Regions from separate parts of the Mus musculus genome. Here all the other regions are linked to region 2. The links are chromatin contacts, called in public HiChIP or PLAC-seq maps. All regions are on one chromosome and are shown on one strand. Each heading gives the region's core, a stretch centred on a gene start, on an enhancer-like site or on the middle of the called end of the contact. The rest is flanking DNA. Distances are from core to core; before and after follow the strand shown. Region 1 overlaps Akap6 (A kinase (PRKA) anchor protein 6). Region 2 holds the start of Npas3 (neuronal PAS domain protein 3). Region 3 overlaps Npas3 (neuronal PAS domain protein 3). Region 4 overlaps Npas3 (neuronal PAS domain protein 3).

Region 1 (3,236 bases), core at 316-2,815, 310 kb after region 2:
CCATTGCCTGGCACTTGCCACCCAGAGCTGAGACTGGCAATGCTAAGACATAACAATGCAGAAACAGGGCAGGCATGTGCAGAAACTGACGCAGACTTGGTGGTTTGGTGTGAACAATAAAAGTGGAAGGATCGTGGTGTGTAAATGTCATTAAGGCTATAGCTTCACACCTCCAGTATAAAGGCCCTGGGTTTATCTGCATGGAGACTTCCTAATGATCAGAAAGAAAGATATCTGAAAACAGACAGGTAATTCAACTGGAAATACAGTAAATAGGCCAGAATCAAGAGACTGCTATTTGGCATTAACATATCTGCTTAATGCGGTTCTTTTCCCGTTTGTATAGTAAGTGCAGGGGAGTGGGGGAGCTTCAACTCACCCTGTTTTGTGGTCTTTGACTATCAGGATAAGTGGAACCATACAAGAAAACTTCTTTTTGTTCATAATGCATTTTTTTTCATGAATTCATCAACATTGGTCTAAGAACCGGTTGAAGGCCTAAGCTTCTGCTAATGCAAAGACCTACAGAGAATATGCCAAACGTCCACATGTGTGAACCGGCAGGGAAATAATCAGATGTGTATGGGCAGCCTGCCTTCAACCCATAATGATGTCTATGTTCACCCTAGTGGGTATGCATTGTGTCTATAAGAACAGCTCTCATTCATTATCTTAATGTTACTTCCAGAGCTCCTACATCAAAAAGCATGTCAACGTGAAGTTTTCAGGAGTGTGATTTCAATTGGAACTCGGGCGGATGGCAAGCCCCAAATAAAATGAACAGACCGTTTGGAGGCAGTATTTCATCTTATAAGTACCACAGCATTGTATGCAGTATATGAAACATTTATAAATCTTGAAGGTCAATCTGATAATGTAAATATTAATAATACATAAGGAAGTGAATATATGCAGTAATTTACGGCAATGCTTCCTCATTCTTAATAGTCTGGAGACATAAAGACCCGCAATATTTCAGGGGGATTTACCTGCTTTGTGAGACGCAATGAGCTCAAGAAGTTGGTGTCCTTCTTCCTCCACGGCTTCCTTGAGGGCACAGTGACTGTCTACGTTCAACTTAAAGCTCTGAAAAGAAGCACAGGACCCTCAGGCTCCGAGAAGGTGGTTACACACGAAACACGCACGCAGAATTGCTTACGGTTACACACGAAACACGCACGCAGAATTGCTTATGGTCACACACAAAGCACGCGTGCAGAATTGTTTGCTACTTTTTATCAAGAACCACATGGCCCTATTTACCCAATAGACAGACTAATTTGCAATACTAAAAGCTATTGATATTTGGGGTCTGGGCTTTAAATGTTTCTGTTAGACTAGCAGAGTGCATCTGTTTGGAAACTGCTCGACAAATGCAGACATTCATTACGATTTTATGAAAAGTCACATCCCATAGGCTATGTGGAGAGTGGCAGTGTTCAGTAAAATACGGCGAATTCCCACCGCACACGTGCGCTTTCCTTCGTGTCTAAGGATCATTAGTAATGCAAGTCTTTACAAAGCCACAGAAGTTGGCAGCCAAGAAACGCAGTAGCCTTATGTCGCCTAGATGCATCCACAAATGCAGGGTCGTTTGATTCCTCTCTGTTCCTTGACTCTGCAGGAGCCATGGTACAGAGAAGGGCAGCTGGCTGCTACAGTCTAGATTCCAACTCTTTCCAGACTTTTTTGCTCTTTAAAAGCTTATTTCTTATGGTGTGATGTTGTCTTACAAATAAACACACCAAGTACAGCAAGAGATTTACCCTCATGACAGTCACTGACTTCTTTCAAGGTTCATATCAAATTTAGTCACTGCTTCCAGGAAGCCTCCCCAGATACACTTGGTGGTGGCCATTCCTCTCCTCTTCCTCCTCCTCCTCCTCCTTACATGTGCTACTACTATTGAATTTATCAGGCATCTGCTGCTATATCTCCATCTTTAGCTTGCAAATTATAAGCAGGTTAATGATTGCTACTTTCCAGATATATCACGTGCTAGGGTTCACTAGTTTGTGGTCACAGTCAACATTTGCTGAGTGTGTTCAGTGATGCTCTCTACTGGGAAGTCTAGATATTTTAAGAAATTCAAATGTTTTCCAAAAACCTTTTCCAGCTCTGAAATGTTTAAAGGCATTCCAACCACAGGAGTCCAGAGAAGGAAAAATCACATTACCCACCAGCAACCAAATCATTCATTAGTCTTTGGGGCAAGAATTCATTCCTCACTTCACTAATTGGAAATACAGTGTGCTAAATATTGGCTTCTCGTGATAAGGTTCCAAAATATGCAACGTGTTTTCTTCTGTTAAACGTCGTGGGACAATACATGAATACTCTGTCCTGTGTTTGGTATTAAGCATCAGGAAACAGGATCAGGTGACTCCACACTGTGTTTCATTTTAATTAAAGAAGTTGGGTAATCATACATTGTAAGATCGGGTCTTCCTTCCATGACTCTCATACTGTCTGTGGTCTATGACATCAAGCCAGGCAATGGAGGCTTGAGGACCAAAGCCCATGGGCTCTGGTGTTAGTGGATAACTGAACCTGGGGAATGCAGTCTGGGTTGTGGATGCCCAGGGGTGAGTCTGCTTTGTTCTTTTCTTCCAGGAGAAAGGGGACTTTTTAAAGTACCATAAACAGAGATAGACTGAAGAGAGAGATAGTATGAAACTAAGAGAGATAGCAATGTAACATAGAGATAAGGATTTGAACTGACGCAATTCAAAATGATGAGTTGTGTCATCCATCCTTCTCAGTAGATACGGTAACATTTCAGCTCAATATTCCAGAAAGAGAAAATATTTGTCTCCCTGTGTGCTATTCAGCATTTCTTACATTGTTCCGTCTGCTACAAGTATTCAGTCAAATCAAAAACAAAAAACAAAAACAAAAACAAAAAACTATGTGATGCTCAGAAATCTTGATCCTTCCTTTTAAACATGATTATTTAAAAATCTGTATGGGTATTTTTACCTGCTTGCATATATGTTCACTGTGTGCATGCAGTACCTGTGGAGGCCAGAAGAGGGAGTTAGGTCCCCTGGAAATGAAAGTGTGGATGGCTGTGAGTCACTGTGTGAATGCTGGGAACAGAACCCGAGTCCTCTGCAAGAACAGTAAATGCTCCTAACTTCTGAGCCATCACGTCAGATCCCTCAATACTTCTGATCAGTCCAATTAAGGCAGCACCTATGGATATCTAATTGTTTACTACATCCTTTGCTTTCGGT
Region 2 (3,190 bases), core at 467-2,966:
AAAGATGCCCAGATCTTTTTTGTTAAAGGTTCTTGTAATCGCTTGAGTAAAACATGACTAAAATAATTTAATAAAAAATATGTGTCTGACAAAGATTTGCCCCTTTAGAGTTATTTCCACGACTTCTTTTTAAAACTTTTGACAATAAGCAGAGCATGTAATGAAGTCTTCTACAGAATATTTGCAATTACATGAACTTGGAAAATACTGTGTTAGGCAAAATCTGGTCACTGGGCCATTGGTTAGAAGGCACAAAACATAGCAATGACAGATTACTGTAACCTTTGCAGTTTAAATACTATTGTTTCAAACCAAAGGCTCTCAAATCAATGAAGTTTCAAAGATGAGGTAAAATGGGAATTTGAATTATGCATTATGTATATTTTAAGTTAAATGCCATTGGCAAATCTCTCAGATGTTTAATCGTGTACAATCTGGGAAACACAAATATTTAATTTCACACTCTCATGTGCTTTTTTTTCTTCCATCTACCATAAAATTGAGCCTCATGAATAGAGAGTTTACCTTTTTGATTATATTGTTAGTTTTTCTCATAGCGATTTTGTGAATCCCATTTTCAATAAAATCTTAGAACATCGAAAGTTATCCTTAAAGGGAAAACTTTAGGGTTAGAAAGCTGTTGATGGTAAATTTCTCTTTATTTCCTTCCTCAATCAAAGGTTGCTCAGTGTTTTAATGACAATTATTTTGAATCTAGAGACTATCTTTAGAAAACTAAAAACAATTTCTATATTAAAACTTCCCTTTCACCACCAAGCCTAACTTTTGTAAAATTTGCTTCCTAACTTGGATCTCGGAATCCCATCCATTTGCATCATAATGCGTTTAAGATAGTTAACAGCGCCTAAGAGATTCGGATTTCACGTTGTATTCCCTGTAGTAACAGGTGACAGGATCTCACACTATTAGGTAGAAACGCAAGTCTATCTCTGCACATGAAAATCGTCTCTGTCCTATTTGGAAACAAATGATCAATCAGCCTCCGATGATCAATTGCTCCCCTGGCTGTCCGTCAGCGCGGATTCGCACCCGCGGAGGCATTGAGAACATTTTGCTGAAAGGGGGCAGGAAGCCCAAACTTTGCAAAAGCATCTCCTGCAGCGTCTCAGACTTGACTGGAACTCTCTGGCTACTCGGGGCTGAGGCTCAACGTTCGGGGCCTGGCAGAGGGCAAAGGATGACTTCACTTCGCCAGTGCACTAGAGTGCTTTTCAATTCGGATTGTGTATCCCCCCCCCCCTCCTTCTATAGCACAGGGGCAGGCAAAGTAAGCCCTGACGAGGTGCATGTGTGTTGTAAGGCACAAAACAAGAGCAAAGTGAGTCCCACCCCAGTACCCGAGACGGGGGCACTATCCCAGCTCGGACGGGACTACTCACCGCTGCTGGTAGGAGGTGATGCCCTGGACGTTCTGCGGGGTGCCGTTGGCCGCGGCGCCGGCCCTCCCCATGCCCGCACCGGCCGGTACCCCAGCGGCTGCCCCGCCGGCCGCCGCGGCCGTCACCTGCACGCTGAAATCCGGAAAGATTCGGATCATCGCCGCGGCTTGGAGCCCCAGGCGCGGCTGCTCTGGGCTCGGGCTGGCGGGGGCTCGGGCTCGGGTTCGGGCGGCGGCGGCAGCAGCGGCGCGAGCGGCGGCAGCAGCGGAGCCAGGCACCAGCCTGCAATCCCATTAGTGAGCCGCGGCCACTGTGCGCGGCGGAGAGGCGCTTTGATGTGCGCGCAGCGGGCTGAGGTGGGGGGGGGTGGCGAGGAGGAGGTGCGGGGGGTGTGCGAGGGACTTGCAAACAGCAAAACGTGTCAGGGTGGGGCCTTTTCTCCCTTTTGGGGGGCACTGTTGCTCCCCCCTCTTTCCAGGATGTTGCTTTCACTGGCTGCTCCAGCAGCGCCGCGCGAGCCCAGCTGAGAGGAGGAGGGGGTGAAGGAGGAAGGATGCACCGGGAGGCTTGGCGAGCGCTTGGCCGGTGCAAGGGAATAACGAGCAGTGGAGGGTGCGTTTTCCCTCCCTCTTCTACACACACACACACACACACACACACACACACACACACACACACCGCGCACTTCCGACCCAAAGTGCAAGATTGTGGTGCGCTCTTTCTCCTCCTTTCTCTGGAGAAATAACCACCATCCGGGCTGGCTTCAGCCTTCCGAGGCTGCCAGAAACCAGGATCCCAGCCCGCGGGTGTAGGAATGGGGCGTCAGAGCCTCCCGTTTCAGCCTGGACCCCTCTTTGACACTATTCTCCACATTAAGCAGAGCGAATGTGACCAAGCGCAAGTTGGGTTCCTGGAGAACTTGATAGTTATCTAGGAGAGGTGGTTTGCAAAGGCGACGGAGTGCGGGGCGGGGGGTTGGCGCTTTTGTACAATGGAGAGTTTGGGTCGCTTAAAAGAAAGGGCTCTTCCCGCTCCTGGTGAGCGGAAGAGTTGGTCTTGGGAAACTTGTGAGGTGGGGTCTCAGCTAGATCTTAGTTTGCGCTATGATCCATCTCTTAACGCCCCCCTTTGACCGAGGAAACGAATAAATTAGTAGCCACAATTGAAAAGAACTCTGCGAATTCCAAACACCAAGGAAACAAAAAGAGAAAACACGTGCATTTATTTCCTCGCGCCTTCCTGTTACTTCACATTGTGACGCCTGCCTTTCATTAGGGGGTGAAGAGAGATCCTTACAGTTTGGATGCGCCTTTTTAGTGAGACTTGCACTGGGTTTCACTGAGCTAGGGTTGGGGGAGTGGGAGTTGATTGTTTCCCTCCATCCCTCCCCAGGACCCGGGTTGCCCACTTTTCCCCCTGTCTTCTGGCTGGTGAGCAGGAGCAGAGATGCGAGAAGCAGGCGGATGCAGCCCTTGAGGGACACAGAGCTCTGCTAATGTCCCACACTCAAAGCCCCTGCCCAGCTTAGCGGCTGCTGCTGCTGCTGCTGCTACTCCTGCAACTGCTGCTGCTACTGCTGCGGCTGGGTGGTGGTGGGGAGTGGTGGTTTCCCATTCTGGTACCCTCTTCCCATCTGGCACTCAGGGCCTGGGCACTGCAGCTGAAGGGCTAGGGCAGTCGCTGTACCCTCCAAACAAGCCCAAGTTAACTGTGACCTCCACGCCGCCGTGACCCAGGGCCAATCGCGCTTCTCCCGGTCAGGCTCCTGCTTAACCCTTTGAGCCTGGGAA
Region 3 (3,157 bases), core at 38-2,537, 290 kb before region 2:
CCATCAAGCATGAACAATTACCAATTCTGAATGTGAAGATCATTCAAATACATGCAATGGATAGATCATCCACATAGTGTACGAGTCAGAGTAAACAGACAGTCCACTTTAGAAAGTGTCTAGTGAATTGATTTAACAAGTTTAATGCGAGCATCAGCGTGGGGCTATTACTGATCGTAAGCTTTACTGATGTTATTTGTTCACTTGGAAAAATACCGCTCTTTGGAATGAGCACATTAAGGCTAAAATTGCAGAGAAAACCCTATTACAACTTTATTGCTGGCAAATTGGAACCAAACCTTGTCTGTATATCAATTACTTAGAGTTACCACAGAGATAAATCCTTTTTTTTTCTTTTCTCTTTCTCTCGCTCTCTCTCTCTCTTTTTTTCCATGTATAGGCTCAATGTTGAAGACAGTGATGAGAAAGTCCTTATTACACCCTACCAGCCTCACTAGGTTTTCTTAGCAATTTCAAGAAATTGTCAATTAAGTTCTTTTTATTAGGTTCCAAAAGCTGTTAAGTCAAACACAAATCTATCATAAGGCTTGTAACAGCATGTTATTTAGGCACATTTCAATGCTCCAGTCTTTCATTATCTGCCTACCCCACTGCAACTGTGAAACTCTAGCCAAGTAGAGGAGTTTCTTGTTGATTATCCTGGGTTCACAGATACTGGAAGTAAGTGGCCACTCGACTGAAGCAAAAGCTTTGACCAAACTCCAATTCTTACAAAGATAAAGGGTAGGAAAATAATAGATATATAACTATATATTGTATATAAACTAATAAATTTATATCATATAATATAATATGCTTATTATATATAAAATAATAAATATGTTATATAGTTAATACACACAAACAAACAAGACAAATTTGTACCAAAACAAATTGTTGTATGTATTTGACTAAGAATGAGTTTGATGTAGTTCCCCAGGGTAGCAGGGTCCCCAAAAGCATAAACTTAGGACTTTTCCACAGTGGTACAAATATGTCTATTATTTTCAGATTTCACTCATGACCCAGAAATCATTATGAGCCAGTGTTGAATCATCCAGACGGCAACTGACATCTAAAGTGCCCCAGTGAGCAGTGGAGACCATAGCAGCATGCCAGCGGTTGTCCTTGCTCCCTGACCTAAGAAAAGGTAAATGCTCAGAAAAGACAATCCTATGGGGCCCCAGGAAGAAGGAAGGAGGTAGTACCCTTGAAAGAGCAAAACAATGGAGGGGCATGGAGGTCAGCCCCAGAGGCAGCTGCTCCTTTGACCTTCTAGACAGACAAATGGGGCTTAATAGGAAAGGGACGGAGAACAGCACGTAATTCTAATGAATAAATATGGCCCAGTGCTATTCAGGAGTCTGCACGGGAGGCATCTGTGACATCCACATTTCAGATGAGACTTTTCAAAAAATTAAAATGGATTAAGAGTTATGAGTACTAGCTAAATGAAGAACACTGTGGTCCACAACTTTTAGTCTTTGAGGAAATTTTCACTGTTGGCTTTGCTTCACAGAAAAAGCAAAATAAATAAATAAGTAAATACATAAATATTTTTAAAATTAAGAAGAATCGTGTTTACTTACTCTTAAATCCTCTGACTTATTCTCTCAATAAACATAAGTACGATTCCAATCTCTTTGAATTGTAATGCTCTCTAGATAAAGATTTAACCTGAGGGATACCGAATGGCTGAGAAGCACCTGAAAAAATGTTCAACATCCTTAATCATCAGGGAAATGCAAATCAAAACAACCCTGAGATTCCACTTCACACCAGTCAGAATGGCTAAGATCAAAAATTCAGGTGACAGCAGATGCTGGCGAGGATGTGGAGAAAGAGGAACACTCCCCCATAGTTGGTGGGATTGCAAGCTGGTACAACCACTCTGGAAATCAGTCTGGCAGTTCCTCAGAAAATTGGACATAGTACTACCGGAGGATCCAGCAATACCTCTCCTGGGCATATATCCAGAAGATGCTCCAACCGGTAAGAAGGACACATGCTCCACTATGTTCATAGCAGCCTTATTTATAATAGCCAGAAGCTGGAAAGAACCCAGATGCCCCTCAACAGAGGAATGGATACAGAAAATGTGGTACATTTACACAATGGAGTACTACTCAGCTATTAAAAAGAATGAATTTATGAAGTTCCTAGGCAAATGGATGGCCCTGGAGGGCATCATCCTGAGTGAGGTAACCCAATCACAAAAGAACTCAAAGGATATGTACTCACTGATAAGTGGATATTAGCCCAGAAACTTAGAATACCCAAGATACAAGATACAATCTGCAAAACACATGAAACTCAAGAAGAACAAAGAACAAAGACTTTGCCCCTTCTTAGAAATGGGAACAAAACACCCATGGAAGGAGTTACAGAGACAAAGTTTGGAGCTGAGACGAAAGGATGGACCATCTAGAGACTGCCATATCTGGGGATCCATCCCATAATCAGCCTCCAAATGCTGACACCATTGCATACACTAGCAAGATTTTGCTGAAAGGACCCAGATATAGCTGTCTCTTGTGAGACTATGCTGGGGCCTAGCAAACACAGAAGTGGATGCTCACAGTCAGCTATTGGATGGATCACAGGGCCCCCAATGGAGGAGCTAGAGAAAGTACCCAAGGAGCTAAAGGGATCTGCAACCCTATAGGTGGAACAACAATATGAACTAACCAGTACCACCCCGACCCCCCCCCACCCCCCCTCCCCGCAAAGCTCATGTCTCTAGCTGCATATGTATCAGAAGATGGTCTAGTTGGCCATCAGTGGAAAGAGGCCCATTTGTCATGCAAACTTTATCTGCCTCAGTACAGGGGAACGCCAGGGCCAAGAGGTGGGAGTGGGTGGTTGGGGGAGTGGGTGGGGGAGCGGGTGGGGACTTTTGGGATAGCATTGGGAATGTAAATAAAATAAATACCTGATTTAAAAAAAACAAAAAACAAAACAAAACAAAATATTTAAATTCTCATTTCACTTATATCTTGAGCCATGTCCACGAACAGTGTGAACCTGACTGCTTGGGTAACAGGTAGGATGCTGAAATGGAAGTAATGCTAGCCCTCACCCTCCATTCTAAACACATCCACAACCAGACTAGGAGGCAAAGAAAAACATATATGAAGCCTATTGTTGTTGTTGTTGT
Region 4 (2,935 bases), core at 18-2,517, 270 kb before region 2:
AATAAAGTGAGTTTTAGTAACTTCCTACCATGATAACCTGTGTCCCTTCATTAGTATGTGTGAAAGGTTGTCCTTCCAGCGTGTGATTAAGACCTTGATCTGTCTCACAGTCATTGCCACATAGTTCTAGTTCTTTCTGTTCTGTTTCCTCTCTTGTAGAATGAGTCTGTAGTAAATTCCATGTCATATTTCAGAACATAAGTTCATTTTTAGTAATCTGGGGTGGATGTTGCAATTCTCTCATATACACATCCAGCATAATATGAAACAAAGCTTAGATGAGATTGTCTCTGTCCATAGAAGTTTGAGAACTCTCTTCTAGGGAACTTGAATGTATAAAACTCATTTGGTCTTCTTAACTCCACGAATGGGGTAAAAGTACCCATGGCTGTAGCTTTCTATAACCAGAGTGTAGACACCGTGTCTGAGCTTCGAGCAGGCTTGGTGCCTCTGATGTTATGTTACAGAGAATTAACACATATTAATTTGAAGTTGGTTGTGCAAGTGCTTCTGGCGGTTTCTACAGCGCTTAAACTCATTTTCAGAGAATGGACTGCTGTAAACGAATGCAGGCTCATTAAGAGTTTATTTCTTCAAAATGCTGAAGGATGGCAACTTTCTTTTGTGGGGAGCCCAGCAAGTAGCATTTATCTCCTTAGATGGAGTGGGAGAAAGACTGCACAGCGCTCTGTTTTTAAGCGGGCATCACAGGTTCAAAACTGAAAAATTCCATCTTGTCACACTCTGGCTTACCTTGTTTCAAGGCTGGCTGTGTTTTCTTTACACAGAATAAAATTTTAGCAGTAGCAGAAGCCAAAGGCATAAAATGAATGATCAACTTACAATTCGTATGAATCTATTCTTTCATGGCCCTCTGCTTAAAAATAGCATCATAAATGCACATCTGCAAAGGCTGTGGACCGCCCCCCCCCCTTTTTCCTCAATTGTACAAATTATTAGAGTCGTTGACAAAAGGAGATTTTTTTGTTGTTGTTGTTTAGGGGTTGGTCTGGGCACTGTCTTGGCAGACTGCCACTTTCTGAACAGTGGAAATACTGCTCACAGAAAGCCATGTTGTACAGAACAGCTGTTCTGCTAAAATACGGAGCTAGCAGCCCAAGAAATGACTGACTTCACATGTGAAGTAAAATTGTTCCCTCCCTTTGTACTAATTTAAGTGAAATGAAGGTATAAGACATCAACTTCCACGCTGTCTAGGCTCAATTCTCAATCACAGCCTGTGGTGACTTAGGGGCAAATCCCAAGTGCAGGGGCAGCTTGTCTCAGCCGCCATGGCCCAGGCTGCCCTTGAGCTTAGGCCATTTGAATTCCTGCTTGTGGATGGCGTTCCTTCTCTGGTGTGATATTATCTGTATTAGGATTAGAGGGGCTGAGGAAACCATGTATACCAGGAGTTCTGATTTTAAAAAGATACTTGTCTATATCTATTAGAAGCAAGGGTGGCAGAAAGGAAATACTAGATTATAGTTCATCAAGTTGTTGGTTTGTCTTTATAAAGGACAGTGTGTGATTCATGCTGGTAGTTGTTTGAGATATGCTCAGATAATAGAAATACATGGTAAATTAAACAGTTTCCATGAGTACCTAAAATTAAGACCTTGAATATTTTCATCTGAAAATAAAAATTCTAGTAATATCTTTCTTAGTCAATGGTTACATTTTGGCTGAAAAAGCGCCATTTGTACATTTTTAAAAATATGCTTACTCATATACAAAAAAAAAAGTCTAGTAACCTTTCAGACCTAGTTTACAGGCTGCCTCCTTCAGACTTTATACCTCTTTTGATATAAATAATACCTTCCATTATCTGATTTTATGGACAAAAAAGTAATATCCTAAACCCCAAGTAATATTACTTCTATTTAGACAAACTCACAAGAAAAAAGGTGGCACATGTATTCATTATTATTTTAATAAATTGGCTGTTGAATTTCAGGCATAAAATGTTTAAAAACTGTTTTATTTTCTTATCAACTCAATGAAATATACACATACTGACAATTTGCAAAGCAGCTTCATAAATCTTATTTTGATAAAATTGTTTTAACATCCTCAGTAACTTGTGCCATTTAAGAAATACAAAATTTTCTCTCCTCTATTATGATTTAATTGTTTCCACATTAGAATCTGAATTACTTCTTAAATAGTGCATATTAAATTCCACCTTCTTCCTGATGCCTGACTTACTCTCTCTTGAATATCTTAATAATACAATAATAAAAACCAAACAGAAACCTTAGCATGTAGCACAAATCAAAAACAGGAGTTCCTTGCTAATTCCTCTACAAATTCAAACTTTTCATTAAGTTGCCTCCTGGACATTCAGGAGAAGGCATACTTAAACAGCCAAGAGTCTCAGATTCAAATTTTCAGATAAGAGGGCTAAAGTTATAAAGTATATATTGTTCACAACAGAGATTTGAAGTTAGAAGCACCTGATTCCCTCAACCAAGACTTGCTGTGCCATTCTCAAGACACACTGAGGTGACTGAGTGGATTCATCACTACTACACATTCATATACTCTGCTTTGGGTACGTGGACTGTGCCTTCATCACAAGCAGCTGAATCTCTATATTGTCGACTCAATGGATATTCCCTCCAAATACATGTTAAATAAGCCTAATTCTTCACTGTGATGGTATGTGGAGGTTGAAGCTATGGGAAGCATTTGCCACGAGGGTGGGATCCTCAGAAATGGTATTGCTGCTCGTGAGATGAGACAAGGGCACACCCATTACCTTTCCTTGCCTCCCTCTCTTCCCAGCACATTCCATCTCAACCAGAAAGTTGGTCTTCTCTGAAAATGAGAGCATGCCATACCCAAATCTTAGTTGTTTAGATATCCAGAATGTTAAATCTATTGTTTGAGCCAGAAAGATTAGAGTGTATATCATAATAGTTCAAGCTAATAA

The links. HiChIP or PLAC-seq counts read pairs in DNA pulled down with a chosen protein or histone mark.
Region 1: an H3K27ac HiChIP or PLAC-seq map of stem cell-derived neural progenitor cells shows a contact between it and region 2, with 4 times the contacts expected there. The contact joins the enhancer-like site here to the promoter of Npas3 in region 2. A contact is called at or near these places in 7 of 39 promoter capture datasets (embryonic stem cells, frontonasal cranial neural crest, hippocampal neurons and 2 more), 19 of 484 Hi-C or Micro-C datasets (the G1E-ER4 cell line, the HL-1 cell line, the N1E-115 cell line and 9 more), 15 of 115 datasets of contacts at active chromatin or transcription factors (SST interneurons, VIP interneurons, embryonic basal ganglia and 9 more) and 1 of 9 other capture datasets (embryonic stem cells).
Region 3: an H3K4me3 HiChIP or PLAC-seq map of embryonic hindbrain shows a contact between it and region 2, with 4 times the contacts expected there. The contact joins the enhancer-like site here to the promoter of Npas3 in region 2. A contact is called at or near these places in 3 of 39 promoter capture datasets (the 3T3-L1 cell line, hippocampal neurons and trophoblast stem cells), 1 of 484 Hi-C or Micro-C datasets (ventricular fibroblasts) and 7 of 115 datasets of contacts at active chromatin or transcription factors (SST interneurons, astrocytes, embryonic forebrain and 4 more).
Region 4: a contact with region 2 is called in an H3K4me3 HiChIP or PLAC-seq map of embryonic basal ganglia, with 2.4 times the contacts expected there. The contact joins the enhancer-like site here to the promoter of Npas3 in region 2. A contact is called at or near these places in 4 of 39 promoter capture datasets (the 3T3-L1 cell line, liver and trophoblast stem cells), 1 of 484 Hi-C or Micro-C datasets (neural progenitor cells), 6 of 115 datasets of contacts at active chromatin or transcription factors (embryonic basal ganglia, embryonic forebrain, embryonic hindbrain and 3 more) and 2 of 9 other capture datasets (embryonic stem cells and liver).

The regions. Positions count from the first base shown.
Region 1 is chr12:52,934,985-52,938,220 of GRCm38.p6, reverse strand. Akap6 (A kinase (PRKA) anchor protein 6) reads right to left here. Exons shown (of 14, transcript NM_198111.2): 6 at 990-1,086. Among named protein-coding and RNA genes, the nearest start is that of Gm51971, 140 kb to the right of the region's middle. Within about 2 kb of position 1,565, at least 2 of the 459 cell types and tissues checked have an H3K27ac peak or open chromatin away from gene starts, as enhancers often do. A contact at or near this core is called in stem cell-derived neural progenitor cells, where this site is marked.
Region 2 is chr12:53,246,958-53,250,147 of GRCm38.p6, reverse strand. Npas3 (neuronal PAS domain protein 3) reads right to left here and starts at 1,716. Exons shown (of 12, transcript NM_001370962.1): 1 at 1,401-1,716. The coding sequence starts at 1,558.
Region 3 is chr12:53,535,086-53,538,242 of GRCm38.p6, reverse strand. The region is part of intron 3 of Npas3 (neuronal PAS domain protein 3); the gene reads right to left. Among named protein-coding and RNA genes, the nearest start is that of 1700030L22Rik, 220 kb to the right of the region's middle. Within about 2 kb of position 1,287, at least 4 of the 459 cell types and tissues checked have an H3K27ac peak or open chromatin away from gene starts, as enhancers often do.
Region 4 is chr12:53,513,198-53,516,132 of GRCm38.p6, reverse strand. The region is part of intron 3 of Npas3 (neuronal PAS domain protein 3); the gene reads right to left. Among named protein-coding and RNA genes, the nearest start is that of 1700030L22Rik, 200 kb to the right of the region's middle. Within about 2 kb of position 1,267, at least 9 of the 459 cell types and tissues checked have an H3K27ac peak or open chromatin away from gene starts, as enhancers often do. A contact at or near this core is called in embryonic basal ganglia and neural progenitor cells, where this site is marked.